Linked DNA regions of Sus scrofa: region 1 is linked to region 2. A link is a contact called in public Hi-C data. All regions are on one chromosome and are shown on one strand. The core of a region is the stretch at or near the end of the contact, and the rest is flanking DNA. Distances in the headings are between cores, read along the strand shown. Region 1 overlaps SLC25A28 (mitoferrin-2). Region 2 has its middle 20 kb from the start of NKX2-3.

Region 1 (3,353 bases), core at 820-3,319, 58 kb before region 2:
TATGCCTGAGTCTTCTCCATGAGGTATATTTTCAGTGAATGAGAACTGAGAGATTTAGACGTGTGTGTAAAATGTTCAAGGTAATGTACCCACAGTTCAGGTTTCTTTTGAGAGCAAAGGGTTCCAGACCTCTAAGGCTGGACCTTTCAAGACTGGTTACCAAAATATGCCATTCACTTCAGTAGAACAGTGCAATTTCTAAACATTCTTCCAATGCAAGATTAGTTTTGAACAAAATATATGGAAACATGTCATTGTTAAGCCATCAGGCCAAGGCCCAGATTACCTTTTTCTTTTTTAAGGGCCTAAGTTTATCTTTTTTTTTTTTTTTTTGTAGAAGTTCCCAGGCTAGGAGTAGAATCAGAACTACAGCTGCAGGCCTCCGTCACAGCCACAGCCACACAGGAGCCGAGCTGCATCTTACACCACAGCTCATGGCAACACTGGATCTTTAACCCACTGAGCAAGGCCAGGGATCGAACCCGCATCCTCATGGATGCTAGTTGGGTTTGTAACCCGCTGAACCACAATGGGAACTCCCCAGTTTATCTTTATTAGTGACCATAGCCAGCAAAGACCTGTGGTCTCCTTGAATAACTCCTCTGATGGATTTTATACCCCCGGGGTGATGGGAAAGATCAGTAAACACATTTTTTTTATTGGAAATTTATGCTTCTGGTGGACTTTTTTTTTGAGAGGTAGAAAAGAATGTGTCGCACTGTGATAAGTGATACTGTGTATTTCTGATTGAACTTCTAGTCATTAAACTTTCAGGCTACCAGTTCTTTGTTGGGAGAAGGGAGGAGAAAATAGCTTTAGAGGAATGTGGATTGTTTGCAGCTAAGTAGGACCTGTTAATCTGGTTAGCTTCTTTTCTCCCACGCTCTTGAGAGGAGGCAATACTCTTGGATTCTAAATGACCAACAGGAAGGTTCAAGCTTTTAAAAAAAATCCAGACTGATTTTTCAATCGGTGATTGGAATAAAGTAGGAATTTAAACTGTACTTGGGCATTAGTTGCCCCTACTGGCTCACTAAAGGCCTACTTGTTACTTTCTGAATTGGTGCAAAGCTCAGATTCATTCATTCAACAAACCTTGAATACCTATTGTGTTCCAGGCAGTGGACACTGGTTTTATATTATCTGATAGTCTTCATGCTACTTTAAGCTTGCAATAGATCATTATACAGGAGATCTGTATTGGAAGACTCTTCCTTCAGAGAAGGGCTGTGATTTGGGAAGTATTTCAAATAAGATTGATTTTCTAAATTTGAATAAAACTTTGTCCAGGAACATCATACAGAGTGTCTACCATATACATTCATTCCAATCATTGAATCCTCTAGAGATTCCAAGGGTTATGTTTCACCAAGACCGATTTTATTCACTGATGCCAGTTTTGCAATTCAGTCAGTTTAGGTGAGAGATCTGAAAGCCCCTTCAGTTTTAGAGACTAGACTGCTTTCCACTTTTATAATTTGAGGGTAAACTTTCCCAGGAGACTAGAGCAGCATCTATCAGGAAGGCTACTTCTGCCAATGCCAAACAGTCTGAAAAGGTCAGATTACCACCAAGGATAAATCAAAGAATAAGCCATCATCTCGTTGGTCGGTGTAGGATGTGGTCAGGAACCAGGCCCAGGATCAGTCTTCAGAAAAATAATGTATGTTCTTGACAGTCAATCATGGACTTTAGAATCCATTTGTAAAGAACTCTTAGCCTGAATTTTATATTCAGACACAAAAGCAAGTTCTCCTGAGACACAGGCTTAATATTTGCTGCTGGTGCTATGAATCATTTTGGAGTTTAAGGAACCATTATCGAGGAGTGATTTTTTGGAGGGAAAATAACAGCGTTCCTCTTGTAGGGTCACAGATGACCAGAAAGAAAGGTGCAAGACTTGGAAAGACTGGACATAGATATGGAAGGAAGTAGGACCGGATGCCAGGTATCACCTCTGCCTGCTGGTGCGGTTCCACGTAGAAGGTCTGCCCAGGGCCCAGGCCTGAGCGCTGAGGTTGGGTGCGGCGTCGGCATCACTGACACTGCACTTCTCCTTTCTGTGCTTTCAGACCCGGATGCAGAGCCTGCAGCCTGATCCCGCCGCCCGCTATCGCAATGTGTTGGAGGCCCTCTGGAGGATTATAAGAACGGAGGGCCTGTGGAGGCCCATGCGGGGGCTGAACGTCACAGCAACAGGCGCAGGGCCTGCCCACGCCCTCTATTTTGCCTGCTATGAAAAGTTAAAAAAGACATTGAGTGATGTAATCCACCCTGGGGGCAATAGCCATATTGCCAATGGTATTGAGCCTTCCTGTGCTGGTTCCCCCACTTTCCCAACTCTCTGGGCTTTGCTGCTGTCCGTGCTTTCCAGTCTCAGCAGGGTTTGAAGCTAGGGTAGGCCACATTATCTGGGAGGGACTTCCAGACCTGATGTTCTCAGCGGGCTGCTTCAGCCCCACCCCTGCTTGGAGGCACCTCAACAAAGGGTGACAGTACCCTCCCTTTGTTCCAGCTTCATTCACTCCTCCCGTCTTTTCCCTGACATCAACTTCTACTGCCCTGGTGATGTGGGGACACACACTGAACTCCCACCTGCCCGTTACATACTTCTTGGTAGTTAGGTGGTTTCCTGCTCCTCAGGATGGGATTGGAGGTGACCCAGCCACCTAAGGAAGATATGAATGGAGCCCCAGCTCTTTGCCTCACCTTTTCAGGATCCCAGCTGCCCAGGAGCAGTTTGTGTCATTGAGGACATGACAAGGCCTCTAAAAGTGAATGGGGTTGGGGCCAGGGGGCTTCTGTACAAAGAAACCTGAGGGTTGGCGGTTGTGTGGAAATAAGGGAGGGGATAGCAGCCCGGACACCCAGGATTGTGTGAAAGTAAATGAAGTGGAGAGGTAAGCGTGAGGGATACGGTAGTTGAGCACCTGAGGGAAAGGTCTAGATGGACAGCTGTTAGGATCTGGAGACTGGGATTGGGCAGCAGGACAGAGGGTGAGATTCTCTGGTGGACTACTGCCCACCTGCTCGTGTGCTCTCCCTCTGGGGGCAGCTGAAGTGCTGGCATCCCTTGGCCACAGTGTATCGGCTTCCTCTGTGGAGCATGAACTGCATTTATTCTCAGAGCCACCTGTGTTGATAAAATCTGGGCTGTTTTCTCAGACTTTCCCTGGCCTTTCTTATCGTAGCTGTAGCAGGGAGATTGATGGCATTGCTAGGTTAGAGGGAATGAATATCTTTATTTCCCTGAATAGGAGTTTAGAAGCAATGGGTTCCCATATTGTAAACTGGCTCTTATCATTCCCTCTCCCTGCTGTGGTTTAGCACAGCCAGGCCCCTTCACTCTGGGG
Region 2 (3,470 bases), core at 686-3,185:
GTCCGTGTGAAGACACAGGGAGAAGACTGCTACCCACAGGCCAAGGACAGAGGCCTCGGAAGAAATCAACCCTGCAGACGCCATGATTTCGGACTTGCAGCCTCCAGACATGTAAGAAAATAAAATTCTGGAATTTAAGCCACCTGGTCTGTGCTCTTTTATTGTCACAGCTTAAGCAGACTAATATAAGTGGGATGTCCACTTAGGAGGTCACCAAAGGTGTCAGGCTGGAAGATGATGGTGGAGGGTCCTTGAGGGAATGAAAAGGAGATGGAGCAGACTGGATGATTCCAGAGAGAGCTTAGAGTATAATCTACAGAACTAGAGATGGAGGGAGTTCCTGTCGTGGCTCAGTGGTTAACGAATCCGACTAGGAACCATGAGGTTGTGGGTTCTATCCCTGGCCTTGCTCAGTGGGTTAAGGATCCTGGGTTGCTGTGGCTGTGGTGTAGGCCAGAAGCTACAGCTCTGATTAGACCCCTAGCCTGGGAACCTCTATATCCCGCGGGAGCAACCCTAGAAAGACAAAAAAAAAAAAAAAGAAGAAGAAGAACTCAAGATGGAGGGATCAGAGATGGTCAGATCAGGCTGGTCTGGACAGGTGATGATGGACATGGGGAAACACTAGGGAGAAACAGGGGTGACAGGAGAAGCAAAATACCTTAGCATGACCTCCATGGCTTTTCACCTTCTCAACGATATCAGAGAGAACATCGGCTGACCGCCCCCTCCAAAAACTAACTAATTAAACAATCCAACATAGAATTTTAAATGAATAGACCTCATTCTTAGTTAGGACATTTTTAGGTTTAGAGAAAAATTGAGCAGACAGAAGAGAGAGTTCCCATACACCCCTCTCCTCTGCACAGCGTCCCCCATTACACCAACCTAAGTTCTAAAGCCAAAGGAAACTGTTCCTAGAATCAAAATAAAGCCTATGCCTTTCTCCCTGTTTCTCCCCCAACAAAGAGATGGCTTCAGTGTGAGAAAGTGACACCAGCAGCACAACCTGCCCCGAGCTCTCCCTCAAGCCCCTCTCCCACTAGCTTCCCACCTTTCCTTTGACAGAACTAGTTTTCCCTTTCTTCACTTAGCCTGGCCAACTCCTATTCATTCATCAAATCTTGGCTCATGTGTCACCCCCTCCCAGAAGCCTGTCTTGATTGGCCACCCACCCCTCCCCATCTTGGGCCAATAACACCCTGTATGACCCACAAGTTATTCGTTCCCATCCTCGAGGCAGGAAACTGTTCTTCATGAATGTGCACCCTCCACCCCCCTCCCCTGCCCCCATGAGACGGTAACAAACTGCAGGGCAGGGACCTGGCTTATTGTGTCTGTATCCCTTAGATCTGGAGGTGCCGTAGCTGCGGTGCAGGCCGCAGCTGCTGCTGCTCATGTGCTGCAGGTGTTGCTGTAAAAAGAAAAAAAAAAGAAGAAGAAGGAAGGGAGGGAGGGGAAGGAAGAAGAAAAGGGAGGGAGGGAGGAAGGAAGGAAGGGAGGGAGAGAGAGAGGGGAAGGAAGGAAGGAGGAGGGAGGGAGGGAAGGAGGAAGGAAGGAAGGGAGGGAGAGAGAGAGGGGAAGGAAGGAAGGAGGGAGGGAGGGAGGAGGAAGGAAGGAAGGAAGGAAGGGAGGGAGAGAGAGGGGAAGAAGGAAGGGAGGGAGGAAGGAGGAAGGGAGGGAGGGAGAGGAGAGGGGAAGGAAGGAGGAGGGAGGGGGAGGGGGGGGGGAGAGAGGGGGGAGGGGAGGGAGGGAGGAGGGGAGGAAGGGAGGGAGGAAAAGAGGAAGAGAACAAAGTGTTCTCAGGAATTCAAGACTTAAACCTCAAAGCCAGTCAGCAAGGCTGCCTGCTAATTGCAGATCACAGCCTTCTTGGGAAGAGGAGTCACATGGCAGATTGCAGAAGGTACTTAGAGGATGCAGGGGGCGGACACTAACAGGAACAGCTGCTTGCGGTGAGCTGTTGCCCAACATGTCAGCGCCGGAGGTGCTGGGTGCGTACTGAGTGCTGAAAGGAAAACAGATCATCTTCTGTGTGCATGGCCCATATCCCTGACCCCTCCATTAGAGTGACCTATTGTGTGTGAACGTGAATCTGACATGTAATCTATAGACTTTGGTCCACCTGGTAGATGAGTGTTGCTTAAATGATCTAGCATCTCCCTGGAGGTCACAATTCCACTTAACTGGTAACTGAGTCTTATCACACTGCTCGAATTCTATTTCTGATGATACCCTAACATGATACACCCAGTGTAATGTATCTGTTGTGCTTGACACATAGGTTCTACTCAAGGTTTTGCCATGAACAGGCTGGGTGACTTTGGAGAAACATGCAGTTTCTCTGGATCTCCATTTTCTGTCTGGGGGCACTGAAGTGATCTATTTGCTTTCTCCAGAAAACTCCAGGGATGCGAGGGTGGGGGCAGGCTGGGAACAAAGCAAGGAGCCTGGCATAGGATTTGAAAACTTCCTTGATGCTGGTATCCTGAGCATTTCCTCCTGATGTTAATCAAATGAGTGCTACCTTGCTGGCTCTCTTGCATTGGATAAACTGGGGGGGGGGGGGCTCTCTATCCTTTGAAAGAGAAAGATCACTGATGCACGGAAAAAAGTACTATAGTTTATATACAAATAAAAAGGCAATTTAATATAACTGCTGTTTCCATGATTGAATTGCCTTATTTTTCAATACAAATAATAGAATAATAGACCACATCAAGCTATCAAATATTCCCTTTTTATTTTATTTTATTCTTTTTTTTTTTTTTTTTTTTTTGGCCTTGCCCACAGTGTGCGAAGGTTCCCAGGCCAGGGATCAAACCTGCACCACAGCAGTGACAACACCAGCTCCTTAACCCTCTGAGCCACCAGGGAACTCCAAGCTATCAAATAATCTTTCATTTCAAATTATAGGTCAGTTAGTACAGAAAGGGAGAAGTGAGGGAAGAAAGAAGGAAGGGAGAAGGAGAGAGGAAGATAGAATGCCTAGCAGAGGTTTAAAGAGGAAGAGGCAGAGAGAAAGAGAGAGGCAGAAGGAGGATGGAGGAGGGGGAGGGGAGGGGAAGGAGAAGTGGATGGAGAGAGCTAAGAACATCAGGGGAAACAGACGAAAACGCGTCTAAATGTCCTTCGCAGCCCTGCTCCTGCCCAGGGCTGTCATCTTTCATCACAGGGTTATTTGTTCTCACTTGCCCTCGAGTGTGAGTCTCTAATTCATCACTGTTCGCAAGCCAGGTCTTCATCTGCACTTTTAGTGACTTAAGGATTAAATCTACTGTAGGAACCTTGGTCATTTAAGGGAGGAATTCTTTAGGCTGTAGGGACAATGGCAAGAGGAATGTTTATCCCAGTGCCTGAGGAAATCAAGCAAACGTGGTGAGAGGGCAAGGCTTTTCCTCCAACAGGTAGAAGCCAAGTCACCTATTTGTTGCTGAATTTTTCCCCAAACAGTGATGGTTTTTGTGTAC

The links. A called contact is a pair of places that touch in the nucleus more often than the background predicts.
Region 1: a Hi-C map of alveolar macrophages shows a contact between it and region 2, with 2.5 times the contacts expected there. The contact joins two enhancer-like sites. A contact is called at or near these places in 1 of 5 promoter capture datasets (liver) and 19 of 47 Hi-C or Micro-C datasets (alveolar macrophages, blood, brain and 12 more).

The regions. Positions count from the first base shown.
Region 1 is chr14:110,797,632-110,800,984 of Sscrofa11.1, reverse strand. SLC25A28 (mitoferrin-2) reads left to right here. Exons shown (of 4, transcript XM_003133165.4): 2 at 2,073-2,301. Among named protein-coding and RNA genes, the nearest start is that of SLC25A28, 6.3 kb to the left of the region's middle. Within about 2 kb of position 2,069, at least 5 of the 83 cell types and tissues checked have an H3K27ac peak or open chromatin away from gene starts, as enhancers often do. A contact at or near this core is called in alveolar macrophages, where this site is marked.
Region 2 is chr14:110,738,971-110,742,440 of Sscrofa11.1, reverse strand. No RefSeq gene overlaps it. Among named protein-coding and RNA genes, the nearest start is that of NKX2-3, 20 kb to the right of the region's middle. Within about 2 kb of position 1,935, at least 10 of the 83 cell types and tissues checked have an H3K27ac peak or open chromatin away from gene starts, as enhancers often do. A contact at or near this core is called in alveolar macrophages, where this site is marked.